2 separate regions of the Rattus norvegicus genome follow, and region 1 is linked to region 2. A link is a contact called in public Hi-C data. All regions are on one chromosome and are shown on one strand. The core of a region is the stretch at or near the end of the contact, and the rest is flanking DNA. Distances in the headings are between cores, read along the strand shown.

The links. A called contact is a pair of places that touch in the nucleus more often than the background predicts.
Region 1: a contact with region 2 is called in a Hi-C map of liver, with 3 times the contacts expected there. The contact joins the enhancer-like site here to the promoter of Osbpl11 in region 2. A contact is called at or near these places in 5 of 12 Hi-C or Micro-C datasets (Schwann cells, kidney, liver and 1 more).

Annotation. Positions count from the first base shown.
Region 1 is chr11:81,137,188-81,144,624 of GRCr8, forward strand. No RefSeq gene overlaps it. Among named protein-coding and RNA genes, the nearest start is that of Osbpl11, 40 kb to the left of the region's middle. Within about 2 kb of position 1,769, at least 20 of the 93 cell types and tissues checked have an H3K27ac peak or open chromatin away from gene starts, as enhancers often do. A contact at or near this core is called in liver, where this site is marked.
Region 2 is chr11:81,095,672-81,102,796 of GRCr8, forward strand. Osbpl11 (oxysterol binding protein-like 11) reads right to left here and starts at 5,628. Exons shown (of 13, transcript NM_001107090.2): 1 at 4,987-5,628. The coding sequence starts at 5,183.

The sequences.
Region 1 (7,437 bases), core at 519-3,018, 38 kb after region 2:
CCAAAGTCCTGCCTCTCCCACCGGCATGCCTAACTAAACAGAAGTGGGTTTTGGTTTTGTTGTTTGTTTATTTAGTGTGTGTGTGTGTGTGTGTGTGTGTGTGTGTGTGTGTGTGTGTGTGTGTGTGTGTAGACCGAACAGGTGAATTCATGACCTGATCCTCAGGACATCAGGACTACATAGCGAGTACTTTTACCTGTGGAGCCATCTTGGCTGGCCATAGGATGTGTTTTTAAGTGGCTCTTCCCTCATGGCAAGGACAACAGGGTAACCCTGAAACTCCATGTCCCTGTTTAAAAACCTCTGCCCCGGGCTGGAGAGGTGGCTCAGTGGTTAAGAGCACCCGACTGCTCTTCCAGAGGTCATGAGTTCAATTCCCAGCAACCACATGGTGGCTCACAACCATCTGTAAGGAGATCTGATGCCCTCTTCTGGTGCATCTGAAGACAGCTACAGTGTACTTATATATAATAAATGAATAAATCTAAACAAAACAAAACAAAACCTCTGCCCCAAAGCTATTGTCTAACCTGCCTCTGACCCTAATTCGGCTCTGTTTGGGTAGCTCGTTTTCAATGTTGTATTTTTATTAAGGTGTTTATGTTTATTTATTTACTTATTTACCATGTATGTAAGTATAAGTGTGGGTGCTCCATGGTGCTTGTGCTGGGGCCAGAGAACACTCGCAAGAGTCCGTTCTTGATGTCCGCCCTGTGTGTGAGCTCAGGGCACCAGGCTTGACTGTGTTGCATCGTTACCCCCAAGCTACCTCAACACCATGATTGACATGCTGAGCCTCCTGTGGGAGGGGCGCACATGTGTTCATGTGTGTACAGGGACCCATAATGTTTATCTACTGAGCCTTAGCCCCAACCCTTTGGGCTCCTTCTTTTTTTTTTTTTTTTTTTTTTTTTTTTTTTTTTTTCCGGAGCTGGGGACCAAACCCAGGGCCTTGCGCTTGCTAGGCAAGCGCTCTACCACTGAGCTAAATCCCCAACCCCTCTTTTTTTAAAAAAAAAAAAAAAGATTTATTTATTTATCATATACAAGTACACTGTAGCTGTCTTCAGACACACCAGAAGAGGGCATCGGATCTAACTACAGATGGTTGTGAGCCACCATGTGGTTGCTGGGAATTGAACTCAGGACGTCTGGAAGAGCAGTCTGTGCTCTTAACCTCTGAGCCATCTCTCCAGCCCCTGGGCTCCTTCTTATAAAACAAAAACAAAAACAAAACAAAACAAACAAACAAACAAACAAAAAAACCCCCGTCATTACATTAGACTCACTCAGCTGATGGAGAGAAATATCCCATCTGAAAATTCTTCATCTGAGTCGGGGATACGGCTCAATGGGGCATCAAATGCCTAACCTGTATGAGCCTTTGGGTGCCAGGCACTGAACGGGTTCCCGGGTCCCAGGATTAGGGCATGGATGTCTTTTGGGATCCTTGTGCATCCGGTCTCAGAAGCTGTGTCTTGCCTGCTTGGAGACCTCCTTGCCTGCCGCACACCCAGCTCCACCATAATGCGCGCCCCACACAAAGCCCAAGGAACATCTGTTGGGTTGGCGAGGGAGGAACAGTAAAACAGATCACTGAAAGGCTTCTCTTCCCAGCTTTCACTTCTTGTTTTCACTCTGGGGTTGGTTTTTTGGGTTTTTTTTGTTTTTTTTTTTTTCCGGTTGCTCTATCTTAAGATCTGCAAGGACCAGAAGGACCTCCGCTCTGGTTGAGCAATCTGTTTTCCCATCTGGCCTGGAATTTAGAAAGGAACACAGCCTATCGTCTGAGGCTGGGTGGAACTCGAGGCTGCGAGTAAAACTGAATGCACGGTCTGTCTGTAACCTAGAGTAGCAGCTTTCATAGTTGCTTAAAACAAAACAAAGAACCCTGCACTCTGTGGAGCTGTAGCACTGGCCATGAGCCTACAGGACCAAGAGCCCAGTGAGGTGTCTGCAGATTCCTCCACGGCTGCCAGGAGTGGTGTCCTGATAGATGACAAGCTGATGGTCACTATGGCTGCACAGGAACACCCTGTGTCATAAGGATTTTGGCTTCTTTAAAATCACAGAAATGTTATAGGGCTATGTTTTTGTTCTAAGTCCGGGTATCAGATGTGGGGCTGTTTTAGATCGTCCACAGCAGCTACGATGATTTGCCTCCTGCTCTGGCAGAGGCATGCTTTTGCCAGCTGCAAACGGTTTCTGCAAGTGTCTGACAGGACATTTGGAATTCTGGGAACTCTTGAGAAAGTATAAACATGCTACAGCCCCAAGGGGGGCTGTTCCTCCTGCTGCTCCTCCTGCTCCTGGTTGCTGGTATCCTGATTACAAAGATCAAACTTGCCCCAAGGAATTCAATGCCCATAGTTAATTGAAGTAGTTGAATGATATTGATGCCCCCTTTCCCCTCTAACCTTCTCTCCTACCTAGTGTTGGGAGGTGTGGCTTTCAAGGGAAAAGGGCGGAGTAGGGAGGTAGAAAAGGGAACCCATGAAGTAGCCAAGCATCCGGCTACACCCTGACTTAATCCCAACCATTAGCAGCCAGTGGGAAGTGGCAATGTCACCACCAAGTGACACCAGCTCTGTCACCAAGATCTGCCTGCACAAAGTCCAACCCAGCATGGCCCAAACTGTGGACTCTCTGGTGTCTACTTCTGCCCACTGGACCCCAGCACTGAGAATGACATAAAGTTTCTCCCTAGTGAGTACTGGCCAGTGTATCTGTCTGCTGCTCCCATCACACAAGCATCTAATCCAGGGACTGTTGGACAAGTGACTTCTACCCAGGACTCTCCAGCGTGGTGAACAGCAAAACTTACAGGGATGACTCTGTCCCAGCATGTCCCTGAACCCTGGGGTGCAGAGGCCTTTGATATAATGGAAAGAAGCCATGGAGTCCAAAGTTCCTATCCATTTTGTCTGTCTTCATGGTATGAGAAATCTCTCTATGCTGTACTCCCTTCTCTATCTGTAATATTTAACTAAAATCAAATTATTAAAATGCAGTTGGGGAACATATTACTTCATATTAAGAAAAAATAAATCAACAAGTCACAAACAACCCTAACACAGATGGTGAGGACTGAAATACACATGTCTCCAAAGAAGACATAGAAACTGTCAAAAAGCACAGGGAAGGGGTTGGGGATTTAGCTCAGTGGTAGAGCGCTTGCCTAGCAAGTGTGAGGCCCTGGGTTCGGTCCTCAGCTCCAAAAAAAAAAAAAAAAAAAAAGAGCACAGGGAAAAATGCTAAACTTCACTAGAGAGATGCAATTCAAAATCTCTTCATATCTGATAGGATAGACTTATACATGTTTCCTTTTAGATGAAATCTCACTATGGAGCCCAGGCTAGCCTTGAAATTGAGATCTGTAGAGGGCCACTATAACATTCGCCACCACAAGATGGCGCTGGCTTCCATTGTGCCCCATGTGGAAGGCCAGGATAGCTTTCGCCATTACAAGATGGCGCTGGCCTCCGCCGCGCCAGCCAACTTCCTTTCAGGAAGTTAACTGTGTGCGCATGTGCAAGAGTGCCTTCGTGCCAGGTCTTTGCCCACTCCGGGGCGTGCCTAATGAGATCATGGGTAAGCAACCAATCAGGTGTGGATGCGCTGCGCTAGGGTGTATATAAGCCGCGCCATGCCGGCACGCGGGGCTCTCCTTAAGATTCAATAAACGTTTTAGCTGAAGCAAGGATTCGTATGTCCCCACGTATTTTCTTACTGACGAGGTCGCGAGGGACAGAGATCTATCTGCCTCAGTCTCCAGAGTGCCGGAGTTACAAGCATGAACCCCAGACCCAGCTCCTTTTAAGTGAATAACAAGCATTAGTAAGGACATGGCTTGGGAATGGGGAATGCTGGGGTGACTGCAGGCCAGTCTGGTAATTCCTCAGCAAGTTAACCTTAGAAGAAGACGTAGGAATTCCAGTCCTCATACAGACAGTGTCTAGTACCATTTAAAACAGATCGAAGGGGGTTGGGGATTTAGCTCAGTGGTAGAGCGCTTGCCTAGCAAGCACAAGGCCCTGGGTTCGGTCCCCAGCTCCGGAAAAAAGAAAAAAAAAAAAAAACAGATCGAAGGACATTTGGATTGTTCACAATAACCAGAAAGCAGAAAGAACTCACATGTTCACCAGTGGAACTGGCACATGGAGGGATAAAGTAGCATGTAGAACAGGATATTATGCAGTTGAGGCAGGAGAATTGCTACAAGTACAAAGCCAGCCTAAATTATGTAATGAGGCTTTGCCTCAAAAATTGAAAAACTAGGGGCTGGGAAGGGCTCAGTGGGCGAGGTGTTTGTTGCTGTACAAGCCTGAGGGCCTGGGTTCGAATCTCCAGCACTGTAGAAAGCTGGCTATGATGGTTCCTTAACCTCAGAGCTGGGGTGGTGGGGGGTACAGGGCCTGAGGGCTTGTTGCTCATCCAGACTAGCCAAAATGCCAAGCTTCAGACTCAACAAGGGACTCTCGTCAGTAAGGCAGAGCATGGTAGAAGAAAGGCCCCACAATGGCCTCTGGCTTCTACGTGTGCACACACAGGTGAGTATGCCCACACACACACACACACACACACACACACACACACACACACACACACACACAAAACCAAATAACAAGGCAGAATGTCCAAGGCCCTCACAACATTTGTTAAGTGAAACACACCAGACCAAAACCAACAGCCATTCTGAATATCTAGCATATGCAAAATCACCGCATCAAGGCCGATTACGGAGCCCTAGTTGCTGCAGGGAGTTCTTGCTGCACCTGTTCGGATGGTGAGAGGATCATGGGTAGTATCGATGGTTAACAACATTCTGAATTTAGTCAGGGACAGTGAACTAAAGTCTTAGATATGCCAAGTGGCGGGGTTATGGATTTAGCTCAGTGGTAAAGCGCTTGCCTAGCAAGCGCAAGGCCCTGGGTTTGGTCCTCAGCTCCGAAAGAAAAAAAAAAAGAAAAAGAAAAAGACAAAATTTTGATTTCTTTTTGTTTAGAACAATATTTTTTCATGTTTAGGGACTTTAAATTATGTGTGTGTGTGTGTGTGTGTGTGTGTGTGTGTGTGTGTGTGTGTGTGTGTGTGTGTGTGTGTGTTTGAGGGGTATGTTTAAGTAAACATAGGTGTTCTCATAGGCCACAGGATCCCCTTAGGCTGGTGTTACAAGATGTTACAACTTCTCCAACAAGGGTCCTGGGAACTGAATTCTGGTCCCATGCAAGAGCAACAAGCACTTTTTAAAAAAAGATTTATTTATTTATTATATTGTGAGTCACCATGTAGTTGCTGGGATTTGAACTCAGGACCTCTGGAAGAGCAGTTGGTGCTCTTAACCATTGAGCCATCTCTCCAGCCTGCAGTAAGTACTCTTAACCGCTGAGCTATTTCTCCAGATCCCTATAACAACTTTTAAATATAATAATAATGATTTATTATTATTATTATTATTATTATTATTATTATTATTATTATTATTAGACTATGGCGATGAGTCAGTGGATGAGGACCTGAGTTCAAACCTTCAGGACCATGAAAAGTTGAGCATGGCCATACATGCCTGTAACTCTAGCATTGTGGGGGACAGAGACAGGAGCTGCTGACTGCCAGCACAGCTCCAGGGTCACTGAGAGCCCGGTCTCTGTAAGGTGAAGGGCAGCCTCCTGCGGCCTTTATATGCACGCCATGCGTATACACCGCACGTGCATGCGCAGGCCGTGCACACACACCCTAAAAAACCCTAAGTTATGAACGTTTGCCAAGGGAAAGGAGTGTTCTGTGAGCCTCTCGCCACAGGGTAGAAGCTCAGGCATGGCTGGTGCCAGGATTTACCACAGAAAGAGTGGTAATTATGGGGACCTGCTGGAGACTTGCTCCACTAAGCCTTTGTAGCAGAAAGGGAAGCAGCCAGACTGGTTCTGTTAAATCCAAGGGGGTGCGGTGGTGATGGAGGGGCGGCTGGGGGCGGGTGAGGAGGCACAGAACCGAGATGCAGGTGAGAGCGGTCCATACTCCTGAGCTTAGGATTTCAGGAGACAAAGCTGGAAGGACGAACGCTGAGAGATGTTATGTCTCCTACTTGACCTGGGTTCAGGACGGGCAAGCACAGGGTTGACTTGCACTAACAGCTAGAGAGAATGGAGGGAAAAGCTGAAACGCTGAACTGGCGTTACAATTGGTGGCTTACAAGAGAGAGTCACCAAATGATACACCTTAGCATATCCAAGAGAAAGGAAACAACTCCAGCTCTAGGATTTAGGATTTAAGGATCCAACACCTCCTTCCAGCCTCTAACTCATGTGCAACTCATGAGCGCGTCCCCACACATAGGTATATACATATTCATATCATTTAGAATAAAATCTTTGTGATGAGTAGAATAACTCCATAAGCTAATATAAGGCAGAAAGTGTCACTGAAGGAAAGTAAAATTTATTCTTGTGCTCTTTGGCGATGGAAATGTCTATGCATCTATTCTAAGTCATTTAATAGTAGGTTTGTCAGGGAGCAGGCTGCTGGGTGCACGGACTTCTTAAACTTTAAAAACAGGCTGTCTTTGGGTTTCTACTGCTGTGATAAAGCAACATGACCAAAGGCAACTGGGGACGGGGTGGGGCCGGGGCGGAGGCAGGGAGAGGGTCGTTTAGCTTACAGATCTGAAGCCAAGCCGAGAACCTAGAGGCAGAAAATGAAAAAGAGGCATGGAGAGCACTGCTTACTGGCTTGCTCCTCATGGCTTGCTCAGCCTGCTTTCTTACACAGCCCAGGACCTCCTGCCTCGGGTGGCACTGCTGCCCCCTTGTGGAGCTGGCCCTGCCATAGCAGTCATCAATCAAGACAATACAGACTTGCCTATAGGCCAATCTTATAGAGGCCTTTTCTAAAATAAGGCTCTCTTTTCTGGGCTGGAGAGATGGCTCAGTGGTTAAGAGCACTGACTGTTCTTCCTAGATGTCCTGAGTTCAAATCCCAGAAACCACATGGTGGCTCCCAACCATCTATAATGGGATTTGATGCCCTCTTCTGGTGTGTCTGAAGACAGCTCTAGGATATATAGAATAAGTAAAAGAGTTTATTTTCCTAGATATGTCTAGGTTTGTGTCAAGTTGGCAAAAAACAGAGGAGCCACAATCTCACTCTGTAACCCAGGCTGAGGTGATTGGACTCTGACTAAGAACCTTGACAGAGGATTGACTAGTGGCTTAGTGGTTAAAAGAATGTACTATTCTTTTGTTGTTTTGTTTTTGAGACACGGTCTCTTTCTATGGAGCCCTGGCTGTCCTAGAACTCTGTATAGACCAGACTGACCTTAAACTCATCGTTTCGCCTGCCTCTCGAGTGCTGCTAATAAAGCCACGTGCCTCCACACACAGCCTTAGAGTGTACTAGTTTTGCAGAGTCCTGGAGTTCAGTTCCCAGCATCCACATTCC
Region 2 (7,125 bases), core at 4,378-6,877:
AGCCTATCTTCTTTAATATTTCTATGGAAATAACTAACTAGACATAAAAACTTCTCCATTACTAGCTATGGGATCCTAGCCAACTCATTTCAACTTCCATTTTCTTCCGCTGTAAAGCAGACAGTACACACTTCCTCTGAGAATTGTGGGGCTTAAATATGTCCCCGTCCCTTCATTCTGAAGCTGGCTGAATATGGCCTGAAAATACTGGGGCACACTGAGCTGGACACATCTAAAGCCCAATGCTTTAATAATCTGACTGCCCCAGATTCATTTATCCTCTATATCTTCAGATTGTAAATGTGGGTGACAACTGGCGTCAACTGTCCCTCCCCTCACTATCCCCCTCATCCACTCCTCCTTTTACCCTTACTGTTCTGTGTCCTGATCCCTTGACTCAATTCCTAGCACCTAACTGCCTCTTAAGTCACTAACAATCAAATCAAATTTGTTTGATCACACCAAACAATGATTTGATATTAGGTGATCATCCAGACTCCATTAATTACTAACAATGGTGGACATCCTCTGGTATGTAGCCAATGGTCCAGACAGCTGGTGTACATGCCCTCTGTAGGACGGCTTCTGACTGCCGCCAGCAGGAAAGTGATGTGATGTCCCTTCCATGCTTACCTTAGAAAGACTGGGGGTTGGGGATTTAGCTCAGTGGTAGAGCGCTTGCCTAGCAAGGCTCTGGGTTCGGTCCCCAGCTCAGAAAAAAAAAAAAAAAAAAAAAAAAAAAGAAGTGGAGAGAGCTGCAGAGAAAGCGGGTAAAAGCATTTGCCACATAAGTCCGGCAAGTCAAGTCAAGTTCCATCTCTAAAACCCACAAGTAGAAGCAAAGAACTGACTGCCACAGCTGCCTTCTGACGAGGGTGACATGGACACCCTGGTACTTGTTCACACACATACACACATCACACGCACACACTGAGTGATGATAAATTTTCAAATACTAAAAATAAAAACAAGACAGGAAACAACTGAGGAAGATGCTGAAGTTGACCACTAGTGTACACACGCATGTACACATGCACCCAACACACACACACACACATGCACTCAACACACACATATTCACATACATAAACACATGCACTCACACACACACCATGTACACATGCACTCAACACACATATTCACATACATGGACACACGCACTCAAAATACACACACAGATATACAAGCACCAACACACACACAAAAGTATACATATACCCAACACAGTACACATGCACCCAACACACATGTACTCCCCCACATATATGTATATACACACAAGTACACATGCACCCAACACAGACATACACAGTCAACAGACACACACATGTATACAAGCACCCAAAACACACATACACCCAACACATACATGCACATATGCTCCCAACACACACACATGTACACACACAAGTACACACACAAGTACACATGCACCAACATACCCAACACACACATGTACACACACATGTACATACACACACATGTAGCTATACACACACACACACACACACACACACATGTTCACACAAGTTTTTTCTTTGTCATTAAAAGTGCTCTAAGGGCCAGTAGGATGGCTCAGTGGGCAAAGGCACTTGCTACAAAGCTGAATGAACTGAGTTCAATCCTTGGAATCCACACAGTGGAAGGAGAGAACTGACTCCTGGCTTAAGCCTCCACATGCCTACTGTGGCATACATACCTACACACACAAATACAAAGGAATGCAACTTTATCTGGCACTGTGGCTCACACCTTTAATCCCAGCACTCAGGAGGCAGAGACAGGCAAATCTTTTGAGTTCCAATCCAGCTTGGTCAAAGAATTAGTCCCAGGATAGCCAGGACTACACAGAGAAACCCTGTCTCTAAAACCCAAAAACCAAAACAGAAATAGGGTTGGAGAGCCACGTGTGGTTGTGCATTCTTTTAATCCCAGCACTGGAGAAGCAGAAGAAGCAGGCAGATCTCTGTGAGTTTGAAACCAGCTTGTTCTACCTAATAAATGCAGGCCATGTGGGGTTTCATAGTAAGACCCTGTCTCAAATAAAGAGAGGAGGGGGGCAAGGGGCAGGGCTAGAGACAGGAAAGTGATTAAAACTTCGTGTTACATAACAACGAGGACTGGAGTTCAAGTCCCTGCACCCACTTAACAAGCCAATTCTACAAATATCTGTCCCTCCAGCTCTGAGGGACCCAATGCCCTGTCTGGGCTCCAGGTGCTCACAGGCATGCGTACTGCACACACATGGGAACATGCTTACAAAGACATGCACACACACAGTTTAAAAAAACAACAAAACTTGGGAGACAGAGGCAGGTAGACTGCTGGGAATTTGAGGCCAGCCTGGTCTACAGAATGAGTTCCAAGGCTACACAGAGAAACCCTGTCTCAAAGAAAAGAAAACAAAATGAGGAATCAGTAAGAATACTTTCTCCAGGGAGGGAAACCAGGTGGTTGAGACAAGCATTTAAGACAAATATATCACATATGTAATCCTTCTACCTATATATTTTTTTTAAAAATTAATGAAATGTTTTAAATGATATCAATTAACATTTTAAAATGTCAATTTACATCTTCGACCTGGCTATAATCCCAACATTTTGGAGGTAGAAAGATCACGAGTTCAATGTCATCCTCAGCTACATAGCAAACTCAGGTCAAGCCCAGTTACTTGAGAGCCATTCTCAAATATCTGTCTGTCTGTCTGTCTGTCTGTCTGTCTCTCTCTCTCACTCACACACACACACACACACACACACACACACACACACACACACACGTGCGCAATAATGTACATTTTCAGAACTGAGAGAGTATCAGATTATAATGGAGACTAAAGCTGCCGGTGAGACGGTGAGACTCGTAGTGTTCAGGTAAGCAGTTCTATACCTGGCTCTAGCATTCCTGCAAGATTTCCTCCGTCAGATTCCATTAGCTGAGGTCAGAAAGGAGAAAGAGATAAGCCCACAGCACAAGTAAGACCAGCCTTGGAAAGGGGAAAAGCCAACCAAAGCAACTAAAAGAGAAAAGCCAGGCCAACCACCAGCTGAGGCAGGGCAGGGCACTGAGGGGAAACAGACAAAGTACTGTCAGGAAGTCAAGAAAGTGGGGTGCCGGTGCAGCTGGCTAGGGGATAAAAGGGCTGGCTTTCTCAAAGAAGTCAAGAAAGAATTCTAAAAGCATGTGTACTTACAGGGAACTCAGGTGGACGACAGACATAAAAACACTCCTTATTCCTTGGTAGGGACAGTGCAAATGGTCTGAGTTGCCTGAGAAGCAATGAGTGCAAATTGTTTTCCAGAGTAAAGGATTAGATCACTTTTTGTAAATTGTTATTATTTTGTTTTAAGCATCTTTAGACTCTAAACCTGGGGGAGGGGGAAGAAGCTAAGAAGGAGACCACGAGTTTTGAGCACCTAGTATTTGCTCTAATTCTATTTAATTTTTCACTTTAATTCAGAGTGGTTTTCAGAAATTACTACTTTAAGAAGACTGACCTCTGCTTCCTTGAATTTTTCCTTACTTCCTTGAATATCAAAATATCCCCACAAAAAGAATTTTCTTATGGTTCATCTTAAAACATAAGGGGAGAGGGGCTGGAGAGATGGTTCCGTAGTTAAGAACACTGGCTGCTCTTCCAAAGGACCTGGGTTTGGTTCCCAGAGCCCACGTGGCAGCCCACAACTGTCCATGAGTCCAGGTCCAGAGGATCTGATGCCTTCTAGCTTCAGCAGACAATGCACACATGTGCAAACATACAGACATACATGCAGGCAAACATTCATACATATATAAAATAAAATGAAAAAAAATCACAAAGAAGGAGAGATTCACTGACTTCAATCCCCATTTGCCAATTAAAAAGTTACTCACTCTCTCATTTCTGTAGGTTACGCCTGCATATCTCACATACACATATAATTGCATATTAGGTTTTTTTTTTTTGGTGGGGGGGAGTGATACAGGGCTCTCTATGTAGTCCTGACTGTACTGGAACTCACTATGCAGATATGAGGCTGGCCTCAAACTCAGAGATCCTCCTGCCTGCCTCCTGGGTGTCAGGATTAAAAGAGAGTACCACCACACCCAGCCCATATTTGCATATTGTAATACAAACTCCCTTCATATATATGAATAGTATTCATGATAAACATGTATCTTTCACAAAATCTTGGTTCTAACCCCTTCCAAGTTTCACAAGTGCAGTCAAAGAGCTTAAAACAATCCAAAACCAAACCAACCAAACAAAAACCAACTAGAAGTAAACAGGCAGTTACCCAAAATTTCAGTATTCACCAGTGTAGATCCAACATCATAGGATGCCCTAACTCCATCCATTCTTAGAATTATGAGTAGTCATCTCTCCCTACACTTCGCACACATATAATTTAAAAAAAAAACAAAACCAAAATGAAGCTTTTGCTATTTCCCCAAGTCTTCCATTTTGTATTAGTACAAAGTAACGAATATAGAGTTTCTCAAGAGTTATCCAGTTCTACTGTTTGTCTGCCTTTTTACCCTCCCCCCCTTCTCTAAGTCAGAAGCGCCCAAAGGGGTAAGGTCTTCTCTGACTCTTGTTTGTATAATCATTCCTCAAGTGTCGAGTCCAGCATTCGCCTCTGAAAGCGCTGAGTTCCACAGTTTCTGTTCTAACAACCATTCAGGCTTACTTGTAAACAGGCTACAACAGAGGCAAAAAAAAAAAAAAAAACCAGAAGTGAGTGCAGAAATAAATAGTGCAGAGGAAGGATAAACCCTTGGGCAACAGAGAAAATCCTGGGGTACATTTCTGAATTCTTCAGAGGGCCTCAACAAATAAATACCTGTTGAACGAATTTCTGAAGAAAGTGAACCCTGTTCGTGAAATCGGGGTTCTATCTCCAAGTCAGATTATCAGCCGCTTCGGAAGTGGCCTTCCAACTGGGCTATGCAGACCCCAACACTCTCCGAGCCACCTTAGAACATCACTTTGGAGGGTCATACCTGTACTGCCAGCCTTTTGTACTGCCACCGCGGCTGTTGTTGCTGCTGCTACTGCTGATGACACCCCCACAGCTGCTGTTGCCGCTGTTCTTGTTCGGGGTCACTGCTGTGGCCAAGCCCTCTAGCTTCCCTTCACTCTCGGAGACTTTCATCACTGATGTGGGCTCACCTCCCTGCATCTTAACTCCAAAGTTCATCTGCCCTTCTCGGGCGGGAGAGACCAAGTGCAGAGCTATTTTGTAGGTACTTTTTCCCTTTTTCACTCTCAGCGGGATCTCAGACCTCGGCTAGAGTGGAAACCGACAGTGGTCCAGAAAAAGAGGACACGCATTTCCACTTTGGTTAAAAGTTTTAAAGAGCACAGATAGCCTTCAAATAGATGCCTCTATCAAGCAAGAACAAGGAGGACAAATCACCCCGCCAGAGGGCTCGGTGCCACACTCCGAGGAGCAGCCGGGCGGCGCGGGCGAGGTCGCCGATCCTCCGCCTGGGAACGCGGGGCAAGGACGGGGACCACGGCCCGGGAGCCCCGGAGCCCACGGCCTGACCTCAGGACTCGGGGTCGGGCCAGCCGCGGTGCTTCTTCTCCTCAGCGGGGTCCTCGGGAGTAAAGGCCCGTCCAGCCAGCTCGGCGGTTCCCGCCGCAGCCCCGAACTGAGCCGGAGCGGTCGCGCGCAGCCCGTGGAGGGTCGGGCAGACGCCGCCGGGTGGGACGCGGGCTCCGAGGCCGCTTCAGCTTGGGCCGGAGGCGTAAGGTTCACCACGGGCTCCTCCAAGAGCCCTAGCCCTGGACCCCGGCGGAGTTCACCAGAGTCAACTGCTCCCTGGAGCTTTCTTAGCCCTAAACGTAAAAGCCAGGGCCCCGGCTGCCGCCCCACCCACAGCCGGTCACCCACCCGCCTGATAGCTCTCCCCGCCTTCCTTTCCGGTGTCGCGTGAGCTCATTTCCGCTAGAACTGAAGCGACGGTGCCATCTTTGATTGGGGCAGTCGTGCCCGAAAGGAGGCGGTGACAGGAGTCTCAAGGGAGAAAAGGAGCTGGTGGTGGGAAAGGAGGGAAAAACAAAGGGAATGGAATGGCCTTTCTAAACAGGTCCTATACTCTCTTGTAGAGCCCTATTCCTTCCTTGCCTTTACCGGAACCTAAAAAAACAAGAATTTACAGAACAAAGGGGGACAAAAAACAACTGATCAGTCATTTTGGAACAAAAAACCTAGCATGGTATTGGATGAAGGTAAATCAGTCTGAAAGAAAAGGAAATTAGAGCTCTTGGTGATGCAGGAGAACTTGATATATAAAGGAATTACTAATAAACTTACTTAGGAAATATTAAGTTACGCAAAGTAGAGTTTAGCTAAAAGAAGACAAATTCTTCTAATAGGACTAGAAAAAACAGTAGTTTATAGCCAGGCTTGCTACAAATTTAAGAAAGAAAACTTTTACTAGAATGGAAGTTTAGGGTCTCTAAATAAGTTTCTCATATTGTTTATCCCCTGAGCTTGACCTCAAGTTAAGGCTCCACCCCCATAACAAAAGGAGACAATCTTTACCTACAAGGAGCCATTATGCCCATCAAAGAGCATTCCTCTAAGACACAACTCAGGGGCAATGCATCTGCAACAACCATCTGCAAGGCTTGGCCTGCAGTTAAGTCTTAGTCTAGTCCAAGTGGGCAAGATGAACCTGGGTAACAATTATTTGAAAGAACCACACTGGTGTACTTGAGAAATAACCCTTGTCTTAGGGTTCTCTAGAGTCACAGAACATATGGAATGTCTCTCTATATTAAGGGAATATTGTAATGAGTCTGTAGTCTACTAACCCAACAATGCGCAGCTGTGAACGGGAAGTCCAAGAGCCTAGCAGTTGCTCAGTCCCACCAGGCTGGTTTCAGCTGGTCTTCTGTAGAAGTAGGTTCCAATAGATGTGCTAGCAAGTAAGTGCAAGCAGTCAAAGAAGAAGGAATCTTCCTTCTTCCAATGTCCTTATGTAGATCTCCAGCAGAAGGTGTGGCTTAGATTAAAGGTGTGTACTACCACACCTGATCCTAACACTTGCTTTGTCCCAAGCTGACCTTGAACTCAGAGATCTCTACTTAACCCAGTCTCCAGGGATTAAAGGCATATACTATGTTGCCTG